Regions from separate parts of the Hordeum vulgare genome. Here region 1 is linked to region 2. Evidence: chromatin contacts called from public Hi-C data. All regions are on one chromosome and are shown on one strand. Each heading gives the region's core, a stretch centred on a gene start, on an enhancer-like site or on the middle of the called end of the contact. The rest is flanking DNA. Distances are from core to core; before and after follow the strand shown.

Region 1 (5,809 bases), core at 1,222-3,721, 50 kb after region 2:
TCTATGAATATTATTTGAGTCTCTTCTGAATTTTATATGCATGATTTCATATCTTTGCAAGTCTCTTCGAATTATTGGTTTGGTTTGGCCAACTAGGTTGGTAATTCTTGCAAAGGGAGGAGTGCTTAGTTTTGGGTTCAATCTTGCGGTGTCCTCACCCAGTGACAAAGTAGGCGTAGCGAGGCACGTATTCTATTGTTGCCATCAATGATAAAAAGATGGGGTTTTCATCATATTGCTTGAGTTTATCCCTCTACATCATGTCATCTTACTTAATGTGTTACTTTGTTCTTCGTGAACTTGATACTCTAGATGCACGCAGGAGTCAGTCGATGTGTGGAGTAATAGTAGTAGATGCAGAATCGTTTCGATCTACTTGACACGGACGTGATGCATATATGCATAATCATTGCCTTAGATATCTTCATAATTATTCTCTTTTCTATCAATTGTTCGACAGTAATTTGTTCACCCACCGCATTATTTTTCTTTATGAGAGAAGCCTCTGGTGAAACATATGGCCCGCGGGTCTATTCTCCATATTATATTTTCAGATCTATAAACCAAAAATACCAAAAATACTTTGGTGCAATTTATTTACTTTATTTCTGCAATCTTTTATATCTATCTCTATCAGATCTCATCCTTGCAAATAACTCTCAAGGGATTGACAACCCCTTTATAGCGTTGGGTGCAAGAGTTTGATCATTTGTGTAGGTACTACTATTGGGGCCTTACTTGTTCCTTTTAGTGGATTATACATTGGTTCTCAAAAAACTGAAGGAAATACTTATCTAATTCGCTGCATCATCATTTCCTCTTCAAGGGAAAACTAATACAAGATAAAGAGGTAACATTCCCTCCTCGTCAAGACCACGTATCTCTCTGAATATTGGGCCCTGCGCGAAGGAAGCCCATGGTCGGCCCGATGTGTGAAGCATACACTGCATTAACAGAACTTGCAAGCATTAGTATAGGACGGACGATGGATATGTATACGAGTGATGATATGACGACTGAAACCGATACGTACAAGATGTTATTTTTCTTTTCCTAAAATCTTCAAAGTGCTCGCGTCCTTTTTAAAGGAAACGAGCGACCGGGCTTCACATGCATGTATGTATTATTTCTTTTGTCAGCTAGTGCACGTGGATATTAGCATGAAATGTGTTCACATTAGTTAGTTTGGTTTAGAAAAAACAGCTCCACGTTCATTTATTTCAGCTTTCTGAATTTTTAGAAAGCTATATCTTTCAAACCACGTGTTAAAATTCACATATGTCTTCACTGTTGAATTCTTAACGATGACATCTTTAAAACTAGATATTGCATGGGTATGTTTTAATGAATTGTTTATGCCAATTTTAATGTTATATGGTGCAACTTCAGTATTGTATTATGCAACTTTAGTACTACATGGTGTAACTTTTTTCAAACCCAGTTTTTGAAGCTACATGATCTAACTTCATATAAGGTTGCACCTAGCACCCGTGAAAACTTGATGAGCAACTAGTCTACTACCCCGACCAGCTATCTAATAGTCAATGTGCCTCCCTTGTCCCGAGACCCGCCCCTGAGGGGGGGAGCAGGGTGGATGCCCCGGGCCCCCGACACCGAGGAGCCCTGGATTTGCTCTATCTTCTTTACTTGGCATGGCATCATCAGAATCGCACGTCACGTACGAAGGTTGTTTCATCCCATGATCTCCGGCAAAATGGAAAATTTTGATCCAAAAACGAAAGTATTTTACAAACTGGACCGTGTTCGAAAAAAAAAATCATCCGTCTGATCCTTTTATGTGACGTCTTTGGCTTAGGCATCACACTACACTGTGTGGCGCGTGACATTATGTTGTGTGGTGCCTAAGACCTAGTGTGACACCTAAGCCATAGACGTCACACTGTACTGTGTGACGCCTAAGGCAAAGGCGCCACAGAGTGAAGTGTGACGCCTGATTGTAAGATGTCACACAAAAGGATGAGTTGAGTGAAAAACAATTGAACGCGGTCCAGTTTGTGAAATACTTTTATCCATGGATCAAATTCGTCGAATTTTCCACGATCTCCATTCAGGACCATCGTATATCCTAAATCATATCGAGATCTCCGCCTATGATGGCGATTGAGTACACCATCCGCGGTTGCTTCGTTTCCCGAGTTCTGATACACCTATGCCGGCTGATGCATGTTGGCTGCAGTCTGATACTGTGTTATCCCTGCAGCGACTCCAACACATCGTCCGGCAGGCCAGAATAGTACGTCGTGTTGTAGGCTTCGTCAATCTCTGACGGGCCCTAAGCAGGTGTTCGTGGCTGCGCACCACTCGGGCGTGATGAACTAATGATAGCTTGAACCTCATACGGACGCGATGAAAGTGTTGGTTGACTTGTGCATCGCTTTCAGTACTCTATATTCGGTTCTCAAAAAAGTACTCGGTATTTCGAGCCTGGCGAGAAACGAGAAACGGAGAAAGCTTGTGGATCAGTGAATGGCTTGAGAACCATTGGGGGATGAGTACTGCACGTGCTGCATCCACGTATACTCTTCACACAAGCATAGCCTCATATACTTTTTTCTTTGGTCTTTTGGCCAATTAAATTGCCTAATGAAAAATAGTGGTCGTATATTCATGCAATGTGTCAGTATTTTCAATTCATTTTTAAGAAGTCGTCGGCTAACGAGATGTGAAAACATGGCCTAGTAGATACTCCCTCTGTAAACTAATATAAGAACGTTTAGATTACTAAAGTAGTGTTCTAAATGCTCTTATATTAGTTTATGAAGGGAGTACTCTATATAATTAAATTTTAGTGTAGAGTTGGTGGTTAATTTTATTGGATTAACTAAAACTATAGCTTTTTAAGAAAAGAGGAGTATAATGTTGTAATCGGATGCAGATGGATTTACGGTTCAATGAAGAATAGTGTCCAAACTTTTTTTTACAGTAAACACTAGTAATTCATACTACTCCATATTTTGAATATATAATGTTCTACATGCAATAAAGTACAACTTGAACAAGATTACTGCTAGGAAAAGCTTCCAAAGCTACAAATTTATTTGATGTAAATATTAAGAGGCCTCACATCATCGTTTCGCACTGGACCCCCGAAATCTCAGGACCGGTCATGCTTGTCCCTACTCATGGATGTGTAGTTTTTTTACAGTTCACACCCCTCCCCCACCTCCCCTACTAGCGATATGTGCAACTTAGTCAACTGTTTGAGCCAACTTCCTATAACTCGATCTGCAACTCCTTCCCCTCCCTACTTGAGGGTATGTAGTTTTAGTTGGCGGGGACAACAAACAGAGTTGCACAAAGTCTGCTAGGCAATTGGCCAGAGCAACATATGAAGTTGCACATCTTACAAGCAAAGGTAATTAGATGGTGAAAATTACACATCATGAGGAGAGTAAAATGTTACATATTCCTGAGGGTAGTGAAAAGTTGCATATAAACGGAGCGCTAAGGGTGTGTTTGGTTGGGGGACCAAATGTCACGGAATGGAATGGTTCCATTCCAGAGGAACGGGTTCGTTCCATTCCTGTGTTCGGTAGGAGTAAAAGAGTAGAACATGTTGGTTCCGTTCTGGTGTTTGGTTGGAAGCACATAATGAAAAATGAAATGAAATACAATTCAAAATTTTGATAGCATTTCATTTGTATTTTTAAGAAAGACAACAAAACAACATATATTGACAAGCTTATAACACATACAATTGATGCATACTATCAAATAATGGCTACCAATGAGAGAGTGACGTTTTGGTGGCCGAGCTACATGCGTGAAAACTAGAATATATGCTTTCCTTCATCCAAAGAGATTGTTTGATCAGATGTGCAGACACCAGCAATGTAGCAGATGTGTTCCTTCATCCAAAGAGATTGTCTCATGATAACCTAGCAATGTAGGAGACATTAACTAAAGTAGAGCAGATGCATGTGCTTGACATAGGGGTTGTGCAGCCACTGACTGAGCGGCTCCCCGCACCCGACGAAGCAGCCCGTGTTGCCGCTAGCAACGAAGAGCAGGAACTGAAGAGATGCAGAAGCTTATCGATGGACTGTCGAACCAGCGATGACCCACTGACCTTGCCCCTCCTCCCCCATCCACCGCCTGGATGCAAGCCGCCGCTCTGCTACAAGCCCTCTGCCAGCCTTCACCCCGCTGCAAGCCGTCGCAAGCCGTTGCCTGATACGTCTTCGTCGTATCTATAATTTTTTATTGTTTCATGCCAATATTCTACAACTTTCATATACTTTTGACAACTTTTTATACTATTTTTGGGACTAACATATTGATCCAGTGCCCAGTGCCAGTTCCTCTTTGTTGCATGTTTTTTGTTTCGCAGATTATCCATACCAAACGAAGTCCAAACGCAATAAAAAACCTACTATAATTTTTTTGGAATATTTATGATTTTGGGAAGAAGAATCTAAGCGAAACGATGCCCGAGGAGGTCACAAGCCCAGGAGGTGCGGCCCCACCCCAAAGCCACGGCTGGCAGCCTTGTGACGAATCCCTAAGGCAGTTCGGGCCCTTCTTTCGCCGCAAGAAAGATAATATCCGGAAAAAAATCGTGTTAAAATTTCAGCCCAATCGGAGTTACGGATCTTCGGGAATTTAAGAAACGGTGAAAGGCAGAATCTGGGAGCGCATAAACAGAAGGACACAGAGAGAGAGATCCAATCTCGGAGGGGCTCTCGCCCCTCCGCCGCCATGGACACCATGGACCAAAGGGGAAACCCTTCTCCCATCTAGGGAGGAGGTCAAGGAAGAAGAAGAAGAAGAATGGGGGCTCTCTCCCCCTCTCTCCCGGCGGCGCCGGAACGCCGCCCGGGACATCATCGTGTGACGGCGATCTACACCAACACCTCCGTCATCTTCACCAACACCTCCATCACCTTCCCCATCTATATTCAGCGGTCCACTCTCCCGCTACCCGTTGTACCCTCTACTTGAACATGGTGATTTATGCTTCATATTATTATCCAATGATGTGTTGCCATCCTATGATGTCTGAGTAGATTTTCGTTGTCCTATTGGTGATTGATGAATTGCTATGATTGGTTTAATTTGTTTATGGTTATGTTGTTGTCCTTTGGTGCCCATCATATGAGCGCGCGCGTGGATCACACCATAGGGTTAGTAGTATGTTAATAGGACTATGTATTGGAGGGCAAGGGTGACAAAAGCTTCAGCCTAGCATAGAAATTGATGCATACGGGATTGAAGGGGGACCAATATATCTTATTGCTATGGTTGGGTTTTACCTTAATGAACGTTAGTAGTTGTGAATCCTTGCTAATATTTCCAATCATAAGTGCATAGAATTCCAAGTAAGGGATGACATGCTAGCAGTGGCCTCTCCCACATAAAACTTGTTATCGGTCTAGTAACATAGTCAATTTCTTAGGGACAATTCCGCAACTCCTACCACCACTTTTCCACACTCGTTAAACTAACGTAATTGTTTCTTTATCTAACCAGCCCCTAGTTTTTATTTACGTGTTCTTTCTTTTCTTGCAAACCTATCCTTTCACACCTACAAAGTACTTCTAGTTTCATACTTGTTCTAGGTAAAGCGAACTAAAGTGTGCGTAGAGTTGTATCGGTGGTCGATAGAACTTGAGGGAATATTTGTCCTACCTTTAGCTCCTCGTTGGGTTCGACACTCTTACTTATCGAGAAAGGCTACAATTGATCCCCTATACTTGTGGGTTATCAAGACCTTTTTCTGGGGCCGTTGTTGGGGAGCAATAGCGTGGGGTGAATATTCTCGTGTGTGCTTGTTTGCTTTATCACTAAG
Region 2 (5,186 bases), core at 1,730-4,229:
CCACCACCCTCTGTTTCAGAAGTTGTACCCGACCATTCTTGGGTCCTCATTCCCGTGCTGGCACCGGTGCACACGAGGACGCCTGTGTCCGAGGCACAAGCATCCCGCCGCGAGCACCAACGGGCAAGGGAGAGGGCGGCAACGGGGTTGGCGCTGACCGCACACCGGTCACGCACGACCATGCCTATTGATCCCGATGCCACGCTTCTCACATTGGTCCTCTGTCGCTCTCTCATGATGACAGAGATGGTTGTGCGGTGCCTCCGCCACAAGAATGGCAAAGCACTCCGACTCGACATCGAGTTGTCGGAGCACGAGGGAAGCAAGGAGGCGGCGGCGAAGGCAGCCCGCCATGCCAAGGAGCAGGTCCGCCTGCTCAGCAGTTTGTCGGACCGAAGCTACAGATCAGACTCCGACTTGATGGGCGGCTCCACCTCTAGCACCGACGACAATGCCTACACAAAGGAGGAGCATAGTTGCATCGATGATCGAAAGGGGAAGGGGTCGGCGAGGAAATGGTGATTTCCTTCGCCCTTCGCCTTTCTATTTATATCTTAACTATGTTTCAAGTAGTTTGTAGTATGGATTTGCACCGTCCGCTGCTGAATTCTGATGAACTATGTTCTTTTTGTCCGACGATCAAATGAACTGCATCTATTGACCGTCTTTTACGTAGTGTTGCATGCGTTGTATGGTTTTGAGATTTTGAATATGAGAGACGTAGGTGTGAAAACCAACAAATCAGGCATGCCCAGTTAGTGCCTCCGGACGTTACACTCAAGTTCATGACGCTGTTAGGTTAGGCCTAAAGCAATGCACACACATGTGGCCGAATTTTACTACTGTTATGATGATAGTTTTACTGTCTACCCACGACGCGCTTTAAAGGTAGGACGTGGGAGTGGTGGAGCGAAACGACACGTGAGGGGGCACGCCTAAAAGGCGCAGACACACCGGACAGGAAGAGGCAGCCCCTATGCATGCAATTGAGCAGGGTTTCGACCTTTGTAAAGGTAATCATGGATCTCCTTTTATAGGTAAAAGGGATTACGACACTGGCTAAAATGGTAATTACACAAGGGTAAACAGTGGATGCAATAGTGGTCAAACTGCTGATACCAACTATAGTGGAAAATACCTAACCTTGACGGATTAAGACAACATCATAAAATGCGTCGTGAGGTGTCGCGCTAGTGTTGCTTCGAGACAAGGATGGCTTCTCCTTCTGTGTCGTTCGCCCAGCTACCACTTATTATGTCGCCACGCCATTAGGACGAATGTCATTAAAGTAGTTGCAGTTCCTCCGAGCTGCCACGTGCACCGACAAGGCCTACCTAATGGCATGCCTGCTCGACACCTTATTGATGGAGACAATCAACCTGATGAGGTGGAGCGGTGGCGCGATAGCGGGACCTTGTCGGATGTGATGGTTGTCGAGTCTTCTTCACCGGCAAGGAGGCTTGCCGATGGCTTGTCCTTGTCGCTTGACGTTGTCTTGGCCGCAGTATCTTTCAGCATGGCTTGCCGGGTCGAAGGTTGCTGCCGTCTGTGCACAAGTCAGGGTAGTAATGGACCCGTTCTTTAGTACACCGATAGGAGCTCCCGGGTCTGGACCACATTGGAGTCCATGACGTTGTTAGGCTAGGCAAAAACAATGCACACACACGTGATCGAACTTTACTATGGTTATGATGATGGTTTTACTTCCCATCGCGATGCACATTAAACGCGGAGCTTGGGAGAGGTGAAGCAAAACGATACGTGAGGCTGCTCATAGTGGGGAGTAACATATAGTAGTATCATGCATATGTTACTATTGTATGATACTACCTTCATAATGCATAGTATCATAAACTAGTATCATAGATGATCTCATTTATTGACATGCATGACACATAGTAGCATAGCATTTAACATGATACGATATCTACCTATGTTACTCTAACCCTCTCTCTCTCTTCTTTAATTACTTGTCACACAACATGTTTGCTGGTCCCAAGACTATGATACTAGCTATGTTACCCCCACTATAGCCAGCCTGAGGGGGACATGTCTAAAAAAGCGCACCACATCGGTCAGGGAGTAGCGACCTCTGCGCATTCCGTCCTTAGGTTGCTCATAGTGGGGAGTAACATATACTACCTCTGTCACGGTTAAGTTTGCGTGCATTTCCACAACACACAAGGTTTAAGGCGCATTGCATTTACTCTTAGCAGCTAATTAGTACTCCATTGTACTACTTCTATATGCATGCGTAGTGTAAATGCTATTTTTTAACTCATTTTACAGCCAATCAATAACCACCTAGGTTCTAGAGAATTTTCATGCACGCCTTCTAAACCGTGACGGAGGGAGTAGTAGTATCATCCATATCTTACTATTGTATGATACTACCTTCATAGTGCATAGTATCATAAACTAGTATCATATGTGATCTCATTTATTGATATGCATGATATATAGTAGCATAGCATTTAACATGATATCATATCTACCTGTGTTACTCTAACCCTCTCTTTTCTTTAATTACTTGTCACATCGTCATGTTTGCTAGTCCCAAGACTATGTTACTAGATATGATACCCCACTATGGTGAGCCTTACAATGATGCATAACTTTGGCTACTTGCTCTTTTTCTTCTACTAACAAGCTGCAAAATGTTACAAGTTTTACATGGTAGGACGTATGGGGGCGAAGTTGACAAAATAACTGGGAAAATGTAAGTGTATGTTATACTTGTTCTGCAAGATGAAAAAGTATCTCTCTATATTCATTTGATTCAACTGGCATGAATATACACCAGTGGGCTCTTATAAATGTTGTCCATGTTGTCTCGAAATAGCCCAAGTCAAAGATTCTCCCAACCACACAACATAACGGAAGCAATGTGACCCGATTGGTTAATTTTCCAGACAAACAACCAGTTGGTTGGTTTTTTCTCCTCAACGACTTGTATATATACGGCAGCGCGCATTGTGAGCGATGCATCCATCCACATCCAAGCGCCAGCAGAAGGTGCCGGTGCCTTCCTTGATTGGAGGAGTGTGAATCTCTCCACCCCTTCCCAATTCCCCATCCATCAGTTGGGTTGATAGAGTGAGCCGTTGACCATAACACGCGAAAAAAGAATCTTGGATTCCTGATTCGAATCCGCCGTGGTAGAAGAGAATTGATCCGGCATGTCGGGCGGTGGCGGCGTGGTGTGTCCGCCGCCGGAGTTGGGTTTCGGCGGGCAGTACTACTCGGTGGTGAACGGCGTCTGCAGCCGCGACGAGAGCTTCTTCGGCGGGAAGCCGGTGCTGACGCAGGCCGTCGGGTACGCCGTCGTCCTCGGCTTCGGCGCTTTCTTCGCGCTCTTCACTTCCTTCCTGGTACTACACGCAGTGTTCTACTCTATTAAATCTCTATCTTCTACGTACACGGAGTATTTTTCATCAGTTGTCATCATCAGGTAGAGAAACTAATTAGCGGATCGATCGGAGCTGACTGATGAAAAACAAAGAAAACGCATGTAGGTGTGGTTGGAGAAACGTTACGTGGGCGGGTCGCAGCTGCAGACGTCGGAGTGGTTCAACACCGCCGGCCGGAGCGTGAAGACGGGGCTGATCGCCAGCGTGATCGTGTCGCAGTGGACATGGGCGGCGACCATCCTGCAGAGCTCCAACGTGGCGTGGCAGTACGGCGTGAGCGGGCCCTTCTGGTACGCCAGCGGCGCCACCGTGCAGGTGCTCCTCTTCGGGGTCATGGCCATCGAGATCAAGCGCAAGGCGCCCAACGCGCACACCGTCTGCGAGATCGTCAGGGCCAGGTGGGGCGCCCGCGCGCACCTCGTCTTCCTCGCCTTCTGCCTCGCCACCAACGTCATCGTCACCGCCATGCTGCTGCTCGGCGGCTCCGCCGTCGTGCACGCGCTCACGGGCGTCAACGTCTACGCCGCCAGTTTCCTCATCCCGCTCGGCGTCATCGTGTACACGCTCGCCGGCGGGCTCAAGGCCACCTTCCTCGCCAGCTACATCCACTCCGTCGTCGTGCACGCCGTGCTCCTCGTCTTCGTCTTCCTCGTGTACACGTCCAGCAGCAGCCTCGGCAGCCCCAAGGTGGTGTACGAGCGCCTCCTCGTCGTCGCCAGCGCCGCCAGGGACTGCTCCGGCGACCTCTCGCGCTCTGGTCAGTCTTGCGGCCCCGTCCACGGAAACCTCAAGGGTTCTTACCTCACCATGCTCAGCTCCGGCGGCCTCGTCTTCGGCATCATCAACATCGTCGGCAATTTCGGCACCGTCTTCGTCGATAACGTAAGTACAGCAGTATTCCTTAATTGTCCCTCCCGCGCGCGCTCCGGTCCGGCGGTGTGGTGGTTTGCTTGATCGATGGCGCATTGGAATTGCAGGGGTACTGGATGAGCGCGATCGCCGCTCGGCCGTCGTCGACGCACAAGGGGTACCTGCTGGGCGGCCTGGTGTGGTTCGCCGTGCCATTCTCGCTGGCAACATCGCTCGGCCTCGGCGCGCTCGCCCTCGACCTCCCAATCACCGCGGCGGAGGCGGCCAAGGGCCTCGTCCCGCCGGCCACCGCCACCGCGCTCATGGGCAAGCCCGGCTCCGTCCTCCTCCTCACGATGCTCTTCATGGCCGTCACCTCTGCTGGCTCGGCAGAGCTCGTCGCCGTCTCCTCCCTCTTCACCTACGACATCTACCGCACCTACATCAACCCGGGCGCCTCCGGTAAGCAGATCCTCCTCGTGTCCAGGGCCGTCATCCTCGCCTTCGGTTGCTCGATGGGCGTCCTGGCCGTCGTCCTCAACCTCGTCGGCGTGTCCCTCGGCTGGATGTATCTGGCCATGGGCGTCCTCGTAGGCTCCGCCGTCATCCCCATCGCTCTGCTGCTGCTCTGGAGCAAGGCCAACGCCTTCGGCGCCATGCTCGGCACCATCAGCGGCTGCGTCCTCGGCGTGGTCGTCTGGCTCACGGTGGCCAAGGTGCAGTACGGCCGCGTGAACCTGGACACCACCGGCCGGAACGCGCCCATGCTGACGGGCAACCTGGTGTCCATACTGGTGGGCGGGGCCGTGCACTGCGTGTGCAGCCTGGTGTCGCCGCAGAACTACGACTGGGAGAGCAGCAGGCAGATCACCACGGTGGAGAGCGTGGGCGCCGAAGACGACGACGAGCTCCAGGAGGAGAAGCTGG

The links. Hi-C and Micro-C count contacts between places; a contact is called where the count stands out from the background.
Region 1: a contact with region 2 is called in a Hi-C map of leaf, with 6 times the contacts expected there. The contact joins the enhancer-like site here to the promoter of LOC123411025 in region 2. A contact is called at or near these places in 2 of 6 Hi-C or Micro-C datasets (leaf and seedling).

The regions. Positions count from the first base shown.
Region 1 is chr1H:360,718,385-360,724,193 of MorexV3_pseudomolecules_assembly, forward strand. No RefSeq gene overlaps it. Among protein-coding and RNA genes, the nearest start is that of LOC123437178, 15 kb to the right of the region's middle. Within about 2 kb of position 2,472, at least 1 of the 3 cell types and tissues checked has open chromatin away from gene starts, as enhancers often do. A contact at or near this core is called in leaf, where this site is marked.
Region 2 is chr1H:360,667,795-360,672,980 of MorexV3_pseudomolecules_assembly, forward strand. LOC123411025 (urea-proton symporter DUR3) reads left to right here and starts at 2,980. Exons shown (of 3, transcript XM_045103942.1): 1 at 2,980-3,371; 2 at 3,516-4,292; 3 at 4,388-5,186. The coding sequence starts at 3,180.